Linked DNA regions of Ostrinia nubilalis: region 1 is linked to region 2. Evidence: chromatin contacts called from public Hi-C data. All regions are on one chromosome and are shown on one strand. Each heading gives the region's core, a stretch centred on a gene start, on an enhancer-like site or on the middle of the called end of the contact. The rest is flanking DNA. Distances are from core to core; before and after follow the strand shown.

Evidence for each region. Hi-C and Micro-C count contacts between places; a contact is called where the count stands out from the background.
Region 1: a contact with region 2 is called in a Hi-C map of whole larva, with 7 times the contacts expected there. The contact joins the promoter of LOC135078642 here to the promoter of LOC135078867 in region 2. A contact is called at or near these places in 4 of 5 Hi-C or Micro-C datasets (whole body and whole larva).

What each region holds. Positions count from the first base shown.
Region 1 is chr15:8,125,659-8,132,890 of ilOstNubi1.1, forward strand. It overlaps LOC135078642 (sentrin-specific protease 8), which reads right to left and starts at 4,100. Exons shown (of 2, transcript XM_063973170.1): 1 at 3,860-4,100; 2 at 3,503-3,711. The coding sequence starts at 4,100. The coding sequence ends at 3,503. LOC135078871 (cytochrome b5 reductase 4) reads right to left here and starts at 4,704. Exons shown (of 10, transcript XM_063973438.1): 1 at 4,467-4,704. LOC135078874 (fatty-acid amide hydrolase 2-A-like) reads left to right here. Exons shown (of 6, transcript XM_063973446.1): 3 at 339-471; 4 at 1,027-1,151; 5 at 1,658-1,792; 6 at 2,059-3,005. The coding sequence ends at 2,834.
Region 2 is chr15:7,989,908-7,996,757 of ilOstNubi1.1, forward strand. LOC135078867 (FAS-associated factor 2) reads left to right here and starts at 2,470. Exons shown (of 8, transcript XM_063973433.1): 1 at 2,470-2,797; 2 at 2,885-3,137; 3 at 3,388-3,571; 4 at 3,861-3,977; 5 at 4,960-5,112; 6 at 6,010-6,184. The coding sequence starts at 2,663. It overlaps LOC135078479, which reads left to right. Exons shown (of 4, transcript XM_063973025.1): 3 at 1,558-1,755; 4 at 1,833-2,010. The coding sequence ends at 1,988.

The sequences.
Region 1 (7,232 bases), core at 2,850-5,349, 140 kb after region 2:
TCTAAGAGGTACCTACCACATAAATGGTTATGATGATACACTTTTCCTCATAATACTTAGAAAATACGACTTAGTTTTAACTGAATATAAAGTATACTTACTCAATTATTTTAATTTGAATCTATTTTGATGACCTAGCATATCGTCATAGGAAGCGTCGAACTACAGTTCCAGTATTTTATAAGATATTTCAGGAATTAACTAAAATACAAGTCGTGCCAATCTATCATAAAGCTCTCTTAACAACTGACTCACAGATCAGGGGTGATTTTCGAGTGTTTATTAGAGGCGTGAGGTTTATGTATTAAAATTATTGTATACTTATTTTGTGATTTTAGGGCTCCACCACACTTCGGGCGTGGTGCTACGCAAGGACGTGATCGCTGACCGAACAGCGGACGTCATCAGGATCTTACAAGAAAAGGGCGCCATCATCATCGGCCTCACTAATGTACCTGAACTTTGCATGTGGTATGTAAAAACAGTTTTATGTTTAAGATTATCATGTAAATCCTCCGTTTGCAATCCCTCGAGTTTAAATATGACTTCAAAAAGTGTCCGTGTCCTTACGCTTGAACGCGATTCATTGGCATTCTCTTGTTGTTTAAAACTAAACCGACCGGTCCATGTGTGTTTAGCATAGGTAAAGAATACCTACCAAGTCTTTTATGGAAACCAGTTTTATTATGTTAACTAACCTGTTATGGAGTCTGCTTGTATAACATCTCCTATTACAATCCAGTAAATTGGTAAAACTGCTTAAAATAAAAATCTTCACTTTATTTTCCAGAGCAGAACAATATTAGGACCGTTGAAATAAAAATTTTAATAGGAATTTCAGACCAATGAAAATTGAGACCTCTCTTTTAACTAAGGATTTGCGTGGAAGGAGACCGTTGGTTTTTCTCTGTCATTTGGTTTTTGCCTGTTTAGCTGGATTTAAATTAAATTTAAAAGTAGCCTTATTAACAGAACATCAGGTATTAATAAGCGTAGCTTCTCATTCGCTTTTTCACTATTTTTCAGGTGGGAATCGCACAACCATTTATATGGTAGAACGAACAATCCGTACAACACGACGAGGATAGTAGGTGGGTCTTCAGGAGGAGAGGGCACTATACAGGCTGCTGCTGGAAGCATCTTCGGAGTAGGTGAGTTTGGGACAGCGAAAGAGATGAAATGAGTTTTAAGGCATGGTTCAGACACAGCAAAAATGGCGCGGTGACTGAGCAGTTCTCTTACATTTGCATCAAACCAAAGCTGTACGGTTACCGGCTCAGTGCTTTGGGAATGAGAACTATTCAGAAACCGCGCGGTTTAGTTTTAAAAGTTGTCACTGATTTAAAACATTCATCTAATCTGAAAAGTATTTTACTGACTCATTTTTTAACAAACGAATGAATTGGCAAAATTTAATCTACTCACGTTTACGCTGTTATTGCTTACATATTAATTTAATGATCTTTTAATTTTATCAGTAGGTATTATTATTTGACATGAGTGGCTATAAATGTATAGGCTATCTGATATGACTCTTAAATAAGTTACAATCGCTACAGATGCATGCATAGTAAAATTACTGATTTGTTTGTACACTACTGATAATACTTTAATTACTCTTCTTTTTTTGATTAATTACTATTGTTTTTCTTTTCAGGTTCTGATATCGGTGGTTCAATTCGGATGCCGTCTTTCTTCAACGGTATCTTTGGACACAAGCCTTCTAGGCACATAGTCTCCAACGACGGGCAGTTCCCTGAAGCGGAGACGGAGCTTCATAATTCTTTCTTAGGTAATTTGTTATCAACTAGATAAGGCGAAGATATAAGAATGTGATGAGAAGGTCTTAAAATAATAATCTAATAGAGTGGGATTTTAAAACTACGAAATTTTGTTTTTAGCTTCAGAGCATGTAGTTAAGAGACATTTGTAAATATGCCACAGTTTATTTAATGTTTTATGGATTAAGATTAATAGTAGCATTATAGACTGTAGGTACTTTAAAGGGCAAATGCTCCAGGGATTTTCTATCAATGAATTTCTACGACTTTTTTGCAGGTATTGGCCCAATGACGCGATACGCATCAGACTTAAAACCACTCCTGAATATTATGGCCGGCGAAAACAGCAGCAAATTGAAACTTAATGAAGCCGTAGATGTCAGCAAACTTAAGGTGTACTACCAATTCAGCAGCAAGGAACCTTTGGTTGATTCAGTTGACCCAGACATCATTGCCGCTATGAAGAAATCCGTGGAATTCTTGAAGGAGAAACATAATGTTAACACAGAAGAGAAGAAAATTCAACTACTAAAAAAATCTTTGCCAATATGGATGAATACGATGAAGAGAACGAAGAAATACGAGGAAAACATTATGGAAAAGAAAGGCGTGTTCGCTATTATCGTTGAGATATTCAAGAATATTTTTGGCTGCTCGGGCAACACTTTAATTGGGTTAGCCACAGCGCTGTCGGATCACACAGGAGCGGAATACGGGGACGCAAAGTACAAATACCACGTTGAACTGAAAGATAAATTGGAAAAGGAGTTCAAAGAAATGCTTGGCGACGATGGAGTGTTTTTGTATCCGACACATCCCACGCCAGCGCTGTATCACAACGAGCCTTTGGCACGACCTTTCAATTTCAGTTACACCGCAATAATTAACTGCCTTGGACTGCCTGCTACGAATATACCTCTAGGGTTGGGACGCGAAGGTCTTCCGATTGGTATTCAGGTAGTCTCAAATCACAACAACGATAGATTCTGCTTTGCTGTCGCCGAAGAACTAGAAAAAGCGTTCGGCGGCTGGGTCGAACCTATAAAATCTTAATTTGCCTCAGATCTTTTTTTAACAAGTGATCCTATTTCATACAAGTAATCTATATTCTACTACTTATATTTTTATTTATTTTTCTAAATGATGTTTACGGCTTTCGGTGTAAATCTTATTTCTTAAATAAATGGTGAATCAAGCATAATAAAATTGGCTTGAATAATTTGATGCTATTATTTTATTTTATAAAAAAAAATATCCTTTATTGCAATCAATATTAGGATCAATTTGGGAAACCCCATCAATTGCATCAGACAATGAGACTAGTAGTACCTAGTTGTTATTTAATAAAGAGATAGTTAGTCATACCTGCCCTGTTATAATTCCAGAATTAGCAGAATACTTCGCTCTTAGAGGCGATTGCGAAAATGAAGCTGTCACAAATGTAACTTTGTCTAGGAGGCTGTTCTGCTCGTCGGCAATTTTACGAGATTTTAGCAAAAGTAAAGAGAATCGCTTATCGCGTATGGTATACTCTAAAATTAAGTAACTAGTATGAATTGATTCTATTATTAGCCAATTTATCGCGTTTGAAATGGAAAGTCAAGCAAAAGAATTTGGTTGTGAGAATTTAGATTTTAACCTTTATTATAAATATTAGTTAACATAAACACCAACATAACAATATATTAACACCAATTATCTAGTTTCAAGACACCAAGTTATTAATCTGAATTAGACAAGTTATGAATAATGTTAATAATTTCTTTCCTCTTAGCACTTGGGTTGATTTTGACTAGCATGTCGCATGTGCCAATGTGGCCATGTTTGTGGGCACAATCGGCCAACCGCTCGGTATTACAAATGACGTGAATTCCACAGTCGTATCCATTACTCTGCTGAAGACATTCCTTATCTACGAAGTTGACAGCCTCTGTAAAAAGAAATGAAATAAAGTAGAAAGAAAAATAGTTTATTTAGTTCAAAATAGTCAAATTCAATGGTCTTTGTTACTTCATTTTTAATAGCAAAGGGAAAATGATGTCTGCCTAATAAGTTATACAGAATAGAATAAATCTTACCTCCTTTTGAAAAGTAAGTAATCAAATGACTGGCAAATTCCCATGCTACATTATGATTGCTTCCAGATGAAGAGTCCAAGTGGTAGAAACAGCTTTCTGGTTTGGAATAAACGAGGAGACTCCAGTGCGATCCACCAGCCGTGTCCGGAGAGTCATTGTCGTTCAGTGCAAAAAACACAAATCTCTTTCTATTGATATCAAGCGGCTCCAAGAAGGTTTTAATCTCATTAGTCTCCACCATTTTAATACATTGTGTGACTTCAGGCGAAACAAACAGTAACTCACTGGCACCACTGAACAAAATCCGTTCTAGGTATTCAAAATAAAATGATATAATCGTATCGTTCAGCCAATAAGGCCCATCCAAAAGCTCTACATCTGACCGATGCAACAATATCTCATGGAAGCTCAATACAACTGATGCTTTAGCCATTTTAACGCATAATTATTTAAACTTCTTCAATAATGTAAACTTGATCCCGTTATGTATGATCTGATAAGTGAGAAAAATATAACAGAACAATAAAAACATATAAGAAGTGTAATGTAAATAATAAATAGATTTTAAAATAACGTAATACACACACAGAATGCAAGCACAACTTACCAAAATAGATCAACTTGTCTCATTTGTATGACTTAACTCAAAATCACATTAAATTTTTCTAAATGAATTTCACTGTCAAAAGTAATCAGAAACTTATAATGAATGGAGTTTAATTCGTCCTTGTATTATTACAGGATTACTGGCCCATAAAATTATGAAATCAAAATAAATTCATCCACATTATCACCACACCAAAAACCAGTCCAAGAAATTTCTTTTTGCATGTGTCAGTGTCATGTCATCTTGTCACTGTTATTAATGTCAAAAATGACAGGTGTCATTTGAGTGACATTACATTTTTTAATTTAGAGATAGTACGGTACCTGAACCAGAAATATCGGTTTAGTCTCTGGCTGGCATGGCCCTTGACATCATCGTATCGGGTTCGTATCGATGTTGTTTTATTAATTTGATGGTCAAAGATTTATTCAATCAATAGAGATAGGACATAATAGCTTGCATGAGATCACAAATTTATGAGATGCGAACCACAAGTTACTCTATGATGCGAACTTGCGAAGATTCAAGATTGAATTCAAGACGTACGAGGTGTGTTCAAAAAGTAAGGTGACTTTGTATTTTTAAGAAAAAATATTTATTTATTTATCAATATTTATGTTGTCCCCTTCAAAGTAATCCCCCTCAGATACAATACACTTATGCAAACGGTTTTTCCAATCCTCAAAGCACTTCTCATAAGCACTTTTCGGTATAGCCTTTAGCTCTTCCAGCGATGCAGTCTTTATCTCCTCAATCGTTGCAAATCTCCGTCCTTTCATAGGTTTCTTTAATTTTGGGAACAAGAAAAATTCACATGGGGCCAAATCCGGTGAATATGGTGGCTGAGGCATGATTGTGGTGTTGTTTTTAGCCAAAAAATCTCTCACAAGCAAGGATGAGTGAGCAGGGGCATTATCGTGATGCAAAAGCCATGAATTGTTTTTCCAAAACGTTAGAAAAAAATTCATGGCACGAGCCAAGCGATATGCCGATATCCTCAGCAACTTCTCTGATAGTGATTCGACGATTTTCCAAAACAATTTTCTTCACTGCTTGATCGTTTTCATCAGTTATTGACGTTCTTGGGCGTCCAGGCGAGGCTCGTCATTGGCATCTTCCCGGCCATCTTGGAAGAGTTTGAAACATTTTTTTTTACTCAGAACAGTTTCACCGTATGCCACTGTCAACATTTCAAGTGTTTCGGAGCATTAAATTTAAATTTTTTTACACAAAATTTGATGCAAATCCTTTGATCCATATTTTTCGATAGCAAAAAATCGCCGAGCACGCAAAACACTTATAACCTTTACGCCTCTCACAACCAAACAAAAAATGCTATACACTTGAAACTTGGTACAGATCACAGATATGGATAGATGCAGCATGTGTCAAAAATTGTATGAAGCCGAGCGTGCCACTTTTTAAACGTCATTAGTGTCATTTTAGCTAATTTTAGTGATTGCCGCAACGTAAAAGTAATCGTATCATCGTATTGCATTCGCAAAGTCATCGAATGATATCGTGTGACTCGATTCGAAAATTAATTAATTCCTATAAAACTGATATTTTGTTAAATTTATAGCTAGTCTGACTGTGGATTAAAATAATTTTGTAGCGGTACACGTTATTCTACAATTCTACATTATTAATTTGCAAATAATGTTATTATTTTTGTTGTGCCTAATGTTTATGAAAGTAATGATCGTTATTCCATTATGTTAAATAGTACTACTAGTAATTCATACTTAATTCCATACTTTTAAATATCCTAGTAAGTAAATGACATAGTTTCATAAAATAAAGACTATTTACTCAAGCTTTTTATTTTTAATAAAATAATGTAAAAATGCGTAGTTTTGCCAATACGTTTTCTTTCATAAAGCCAAGTCAGGTACCTAGTTTTGAAGATATTTCTAAACGACAAAATCTCGGCCGTCGTATACATAGACTAATAATAGTGTATACTGCGATCACTGACCTAACTTCTTGATTTGTATATTTCGACGTTATACAGTGCACTCTGTCTTCCGCGATCACTGATCTAACTTGTTTTATAATTCTTCTACTGCTACTTTATTCTAATTAATTACATATTTGTTACTCGTTGCTGTTAATTACAATTCTCAATCCGTAAATAATTTCTTCTCTCTACCGTGTTCGTACTATCCTCGTAAAATCATCGTATCCGATTGTTGTAATCGGATTACATGAACATCACTCGACCATGTATGTCCATTTGGACTTATCGGAATGGCACGCTTTGACTAGCAACTTGCTGTATCTACTCTAATCCATATCTGTGGTACAGATGTTCGGGAAGAGTGTACCAACATAACAAAATAAAAAAATCGATAATCGAAAGTACGTTGCCCGGGAAATTTGAAAAGTCACCTTACTTTTTGAACACACCTCGTATTTCATCCTTTAGTAGTCACATCAGTCACATTCACTCTTGAGTATTAATCATAATTACAAATAACTGTAATAAAATTTTGATTAATTTGGAATTAGGTACAATAACTGGCCCTCCAAATTTCTAAATGTTTGTGGCAAAACTTAATAAGTTTTGCATTGCATGCCGAGCAATGTAAGTTAAATGCTTTATAATATAAAGCATTTAACTTACATTGCTCGGCATGCAATCGATGCAATAGTAATTTGATGATTCACACCACTGCAAACAATCATGTTCTGTAGTAGACAGAGGTACTTTTAGATATAATAATGCTGCTATTTCCTAAAAAAACAAAAAAAGGGAATGCAAAA
Region 2 (6,850 bases), core at 1,220-3,719:
TCCACAATGGACGCAAACTATACCTATCCTCTATAATAATAAACCAAATTGCGTCCACTGTTTTCGTTAAATACTTGCTTATAAAAAAAAAAAACATACTGTTTAATATTAATTTGTATAGGTAAGGTCATTTTAAGAATACAAGTTCGCCCATCTGACCCTAAGTGAGCTACTTTTATTTTAATTGATATTTTTGTTTTTGTTTAATTTTTTCCAAAATTTGACCTAAAAACATGCCTACTTTTTTTTCTCGCGTGTTTTTAACCGCTTTTGTTATTTGATATTAATATCGAATATGCCTTTAGTCAAATAAATTCAATTTCAGATTCAGATAATGATTGGATAGCTAGTTACGAGCCGCGAAAGTTTAACAAAGGTACAAACCACGATAAAAATTTCAACTTGGAATTCGATTTAAAAAAAATTAAAGGTGATAGTAGATTGCCAATGATCTTAAAAACATCTCTAGCTTCTCTTCTTTCCAATGATATGTCACGTCATGTAGTAATTAGATATTGAAATTCGTCAAAAATTCAAAGTTTAGGGAAGAAAATGGAACAATAATACAAAAGTAGTTGAATGGCTTCTTAACATTTCTAAATGTGAATTTCCAGTAAAAAGCAAGTGTTTGGCCAGAAATAAAGAATTTTTTACTTAAACCAATGTTGAGAAGAATTATTTTTATTTTTGAAAGTGAGTTTTAAACGATGATAATGTTGATTTTCAACCGACTTCAAAAAAAAGGAGGAGGTTCTCAATTCGACCCGTATGTTTTTTTTTCTTTTTTCTATGTTTGTTACGCGATAACTCCGCCAATTATGAACCGATTTGAACAAATCTTTTTTCTACGTATAGGTAATACCTCAAGGGTGGTCCCATTTAAATTTAATAATAGAAAAAACAACCCCCAAGGGTGGAAAATTGGGGATGAACTTTTTTATACGCAATATCTCCGCCGATTATAAATCAATTTGAACGATTATTTTTTTGTTGAATAGGTATTATCAAAAGGGTGGTTTCATGCGAATTTGAAGAAAATATTTCACCCCCAAGGGTGGAAAATTGGGGATGAACTTTTTTATACGCAATATTTTCAATTTTTAGTTTTTTTTCCTGTTCACGCATTTGAAGTCGGTTTTATTTTTTTAAAAAGTTAATTATTAATAATTAAGTTTATTGTTAAATAAAGAAATTGTTCAAATACAATCTTTCTTTATTAATTGTTAAAAATATCACCCCTATATTCCTTTTCTAAGCTGCTGGACGCTAAATGGTCCACGGGTGGACGCAATTAGGATTTTGTGGACGCAAACTGGGTATAACGCCTAATTCTGAAGTTTATCTATTTAAAAAGAAAACGCAAGATGTTTCTAATACAACTGAAAGTTAATCTTAAAATAGAATATATAATGAACACATTACACAAAATTGTCATAAAAATTAGTGCTGGGGCATTTTTATTATCGCCGTCAAACTTGCCAACTGCACTAAATGGACGCGAACAGGCGAAATGACCCTATTTAGTTAACATAATGCTCCATGTTAAATGTTTTACAGGTGTTTGATACAGAAAAAAGGGACTTTCTAGAAATTGATGAAATTCAAACCATTGTCACGCAGTATGGAGATATATTTGATGCGGATGAAACCAGAGAGATGCTCCGAGATGCTAATGTTCGAGGTGATGGAAATGTATTTTATGAAGATTTCATAGAAAGCATGTTTAATCTGGCACCAGAACTTAATGAAATCAAGGTACCTAACACGACACAAAGGTCTTATGTTAACAGTGCTTATGGGTGTATTTCAATGAAAATTATCTAAACTTTCAGACGGAATACTTATACGAAGATCCAAATGAAGACCCATCCGTACCACCTGATCCTGTTATTGAGGAGGAGGAACCACCGCCGCCACCTGCAACGCCACCTCCACCGCCACCACCGCCAGCAGCACCAGCAGCAGCTGCAAAGAAGGGAAAGAAATAATAAAGTCAATAACACAACACAACTCATGTTTTTTACTGCGACCCATACTTTATTCATTTTATTCCTCAAATCGTCAGCCGTTTGATGTAATAGTTTGTAACGGACTACTTACTATGCCAGAGGTCGCGGGTTTCCCGCACAACAAAATATTTGTTTTCTAGTTTTTTTTTATCTGTTAGTTTTATTTCATAATACGGACATAGCGCAAGTTCTACACACACAGAACACGCTCTACACATTTTAGAGACAAGCAACGAAACGAACAATTATTATTAAAAATCAATGAAAATAAAAAAGGACTTTGAACTGTATCAAGTTTACAAAGTTAAAAAAATCTTAAATAAATGCTCCATTCATTAGCTTTTGTATCTATGATGATTCGCTTACGGTTGGGTTACGGTTTTTTAATGTTTTGGTAACAACACTATGAATGGATGACATGTCATTCGTCATTTTACTTCTCATTCATTCATTCATTCATACCGTTTTGGTTGTTGGTTGGTTGGTGATATTTAAGAATTTGCATCAAAATAATACGATTTTCCCGTAAAGTGATTGAAAGTTCCAATTAAATATGTACTGATAAGAATATTCATGTAGGCTTATATACTGTACCCTATTTTAGTTAGTTGCTATTTAAATTGTTAAATTAGGATACCCACCAAGCCAAAGCAATGGATCTTGAAGACAATGCTTTGGGTTTGACCCATGAACAAACTGATAAAATACTTCAGTTTCAAGATTTAACTGGCATAGAAGACATGTCGATATGCAGAGATGTTTTGCAGAGGCACCAATGGGACTTGGAGGTAAATGTGATTTGTCAATTTGAAAGTTGTTATTTATTTTGTAGGTCAATCTGTTTAGTTTTGTTCTTATGTGTTTTTCGTTCGTAGGTGGCGATTCAAGAGCAGTTAAATATAAGGGAAGGTCGGCCATCGGTTTTCGCTACCGAGGCGAGGGCGCCGCCCGTGGTGCATGACCACATAGCACAGCAAGTGTTCACTGACGAGCCCTCGGAAGGCCCAGGAGGCGGCGTCCGCGGTCTCTTGCGCTATATGGTTAACTTCGTTGTGTCAATGTGCTATAGCACATTATCTTCCGTTATAAACTTGTTGCTGAGCTTCATAAGAAATGATGATAGGCGATGTAAGTATTCAGACTGTTTGGCACAGATTTCAGTCCTAGAATTAATTGTACCTGAAGCGCCAAAATTTGTTGCAAATTAAGTAAAGATATAAAATTGAATTACATTAACAAATTCTAATAAGAATCCTAATAGAATAAGTATTGCCCTAGTACTGGAAAGACCTTATAAATGACATAACTAAACCTACTGTGAACAGTATAATGCTCCTTTTCTATTCAAATCCTTCATAATCTCCCATTATTGTTGCAGTGGTGACTGACCCACTAGGGGACGTGATGGGCTTCATAAACAACTACACGTCGAGGTTCAACCCTCACCCAGTGTTCTACCAGGGCACATATGCCCAGGCTCTCAATGATGCCAAGAATGAACTAAGGTTCCTCATTGTATACCTCCACTCAGAGTCTGCTACTGAGACACAAAACTTCTGCAGGTATGTTTGTCTCAATTCATGTGGTACATTGTGCAGTATGTTTCAATATTAAATTCTGCCACAAAAGAGTTATAAATACAGATGTTTAGTTGACTCATAGGACCTTTAATTGTCTTTTTAGACCAAGTAATTTAACATCAGAAGTTTTGATAACAGACAGACTGCTTTCTTTCTTGGGTCATGTGTTATATTAGACTAAGTATCTAAATATCTTGAAGTTTTGATAACACAATCCTTTTTCTTCAAACATGACATGTGTTTTCTGTGACATGACTTATTTTATTTTCAGGACAACCCTGGCAGACCCTGAAGTCATCCAATACATTAATACTCATGCCCTGTTCTGGGGCTGCTCGGTTGAGACAGCCGAGGGCTGGCGCGTGGCGCAGTCTGTAGGCGGACGCAGGTATACCTTTAGTCCATATTTTTTTATCTTTGGTCTATCTTCTAGCAATAGACTTTCTTTGGCTGAAATGATCACACCTTAGCTTCAAGGTAGTGTGTTTTATTTTAAAACACAATGGAGTGATAAAAAAATTACTTCTGTTTGGCATTGAGTAAAGGTTTTTTTGTTATGATAAACTTTGAATAATCCTTATTAGCGAAACCAGTGTGCTCAGAGGCTATTAAAAAAGAAAACCAATTATCATGAATACTGATGTTCGTCGTGTTCTGCGGCTACTCCAAAACGCTGTTTACGTACGTGCTGTTGGGTCTATCTGTTACCGTGGCTCATGCTAGCATCTTGTTTTTCGTGAGAGGGATGGCAACATTCGATACTTCGGTCAATGTTTTTCACAGTAGCTCCGCTGATTGACTTATATTTACTACTAGCGGCCGCCCGCGACTTTGTACGCGTGGATCCCATTTTACCCCCTAGGGGTTGAATTTTGCAAAATCCCGTTTTAGTGAGCACCTACGTTCTAAAAGGAACCCCCAGAGACTTAGCACTTGTAGTTTCTGAGATTTCGTGATGAGTGAGTCAGTCAATCAGTGACCTTTTGCTTTTATAGATATAGATTAAACGTGTTTTTCTTTAAGTTTATTGATTGGACTTTCAAATAACACCAGTATTGTTGGAGAACCATTTTTGTTTAGAAGAAAATCTTAAATAAAAGTAACTGTCGCGGGTGCGATTTATTTGACGCCGGGTGTATGTATTTATGAGCATTGTTCGCAGGTGCCCTCTGCTATGCGTGGTGTGCGTAGTGATGTTACCGATTGATGATAATCTCTGTTTTGCTCAAGGTCAGCTGGTAGAGAATGACGTATGGCATTAAGCTCGCCTTTTTGTACGGAACATTGTTGTGTGTGCAATAAAGTCTTTAAATAAATAAATGAATAAATAAAAAAAAAATAAAAAATAAACTTAACGGCAATGTTGGCAGGTACCCGCTGCTATGCGTGGTGTGCGTGCGCGAGCACCGCATGACGGTGGTGGCGCGCAGCGAGGGCGCGTGCTCGGCGGCCGCGCTGCTGCAGCGCCTGCGCCGCGTCGTCGCCGACAACGAGCCGCACCTCGCCGCCGCGCGCGCCGACAGGTACTAGCGTAGTGCACACGCAGCGAGGGCGCGTGCTCGGCGGCCGCGCTGCTGCAGCGCCTGCGCCGCGTCGTCGCCGACAACGAGCCGCACCTCGCCGCCGCGCGCGCCGACAGGTACTAGCGTAGTGCACACGCAGCGAGGGCGCGTGCTCGGCGGCCGCGCTGCTGCAGCGCCTGCGCCGCGTCGTCGCCGACAACGAGCCGCACCTCGCCGCCGCGCGCGCCGATAGGTACTAGCGTAGTCGACAACGAGCCATAGTGTACGAAACATAGTGGTCATATGGTCTACACTACATACGATGACCTTCTCCAGAGGCGAATGGAGGATTTGGTCTACACTCTCTACGCTGTGGTCAGACGGGTCTGGAAAGCCTGGTTTTCGTGTATTTTGTCTCTTTGTCGCCTCTTACGACATCCATAAGAGAATTGGGAGTGGTCCTACTGGGCTAGGATGCGCGCCGTGATATACTTTATCGACGTCAAAATGTATGGAAAAAATCGATATAATGGCGTGATAACAACTTATCACGGCGCGCATCCTAGGCCTACTGGTGTGCCTTACCGTAGCCACAAAAGTGGGACAACCAAGGACGTGTTGTGGACACGGTCAATGAGGGCTATCGTTTTAGCGCTTACCAGTTAGCGCCACTGTAGAGTAAGGTCCTGTCACTTGCTAGTAGCGAAGACAGTGGCACCAACTGGTGAACGCTAAAGTGGTAGGAGGACTATCGCATTTGCACTCATCAAGATGGCGCCACTGTAGAGTAAGGTCCTGTCAATCGCCAGGGGTGCCAACTGTTAAGTATAAAAACGATAGCCCTCATTGTTTCTATTTTGTCATTTATTTTGATAAAATCTTGTGTTACTTTTGAATTAAAATATAAACTTTTAACAGAGTCGAGCGCGAAGTGACAGCCCGCCTCCGCCAGGCCCAAGACGAGGCCTACGCCGAGTCACTCGCCGCCGACCAGGAGAAGGAGCGGCGCAAGGCCGCCGACAGAGCCGCTCGCCAGCAGCAGGAGAACGAAGACCTGCGCCGCCGGGAACTCGAGGAGAAACACAAGCGAGACGTAAGTAGCTTGGTGATTTCCAGGTCCGAGACCTGGAGTGTCTATAGGTCTAGTCTCTCGTCGCCAAACTCGAAGCACAAGTGAGTCGTAAGTCGAATGATTTCCAGGTCCAAGCAAAACCTGGAGTGTCTATAGGACCAGTATCCCCGCTGAAGGAGCGGCGCAAGGCGGCTGACAGAGACTCGAGGAGTAGTACAAACGAGACGTAAGTGGCTTGATGACTTCCAGGTCCAAGCTGGGTAGACCTGGAGTGTCTATAGGTCCAGTCTACCTTAGCCAGTCTCCCGCCGCCGACCAGGAGAAGGAGCGGCGCAAGGCCGCCGACCGGGCCGCGCGTCAGCAACAGGAGATAGAAGACCTGCGCCGCCGCGAGCTCGAGGAGAAGCACAAGCGAGACGTAAGTAGCTGTAGACCTGGAGTGTCTATAGGTCTAGTCTCTCGTCGCCAAACTCCTCGAAGCACAAGCGAGAAGTAAGTCGAATGACTTCCAGGTCCAAGCAAGACCTGGAGTGTCTATAGGACCAGTATCGCCGCTGAAGGAGCGGCGCAAGGCGGCTGACAGAGACTCGAGGAGCAGTACAAACGAGACGTAAGTGGCTTGATGACTTCCAGGTCTAAGCTGGGTAGACCTGGATTGTCTATAGGCTCTGTTTACCTTAGCGAGTC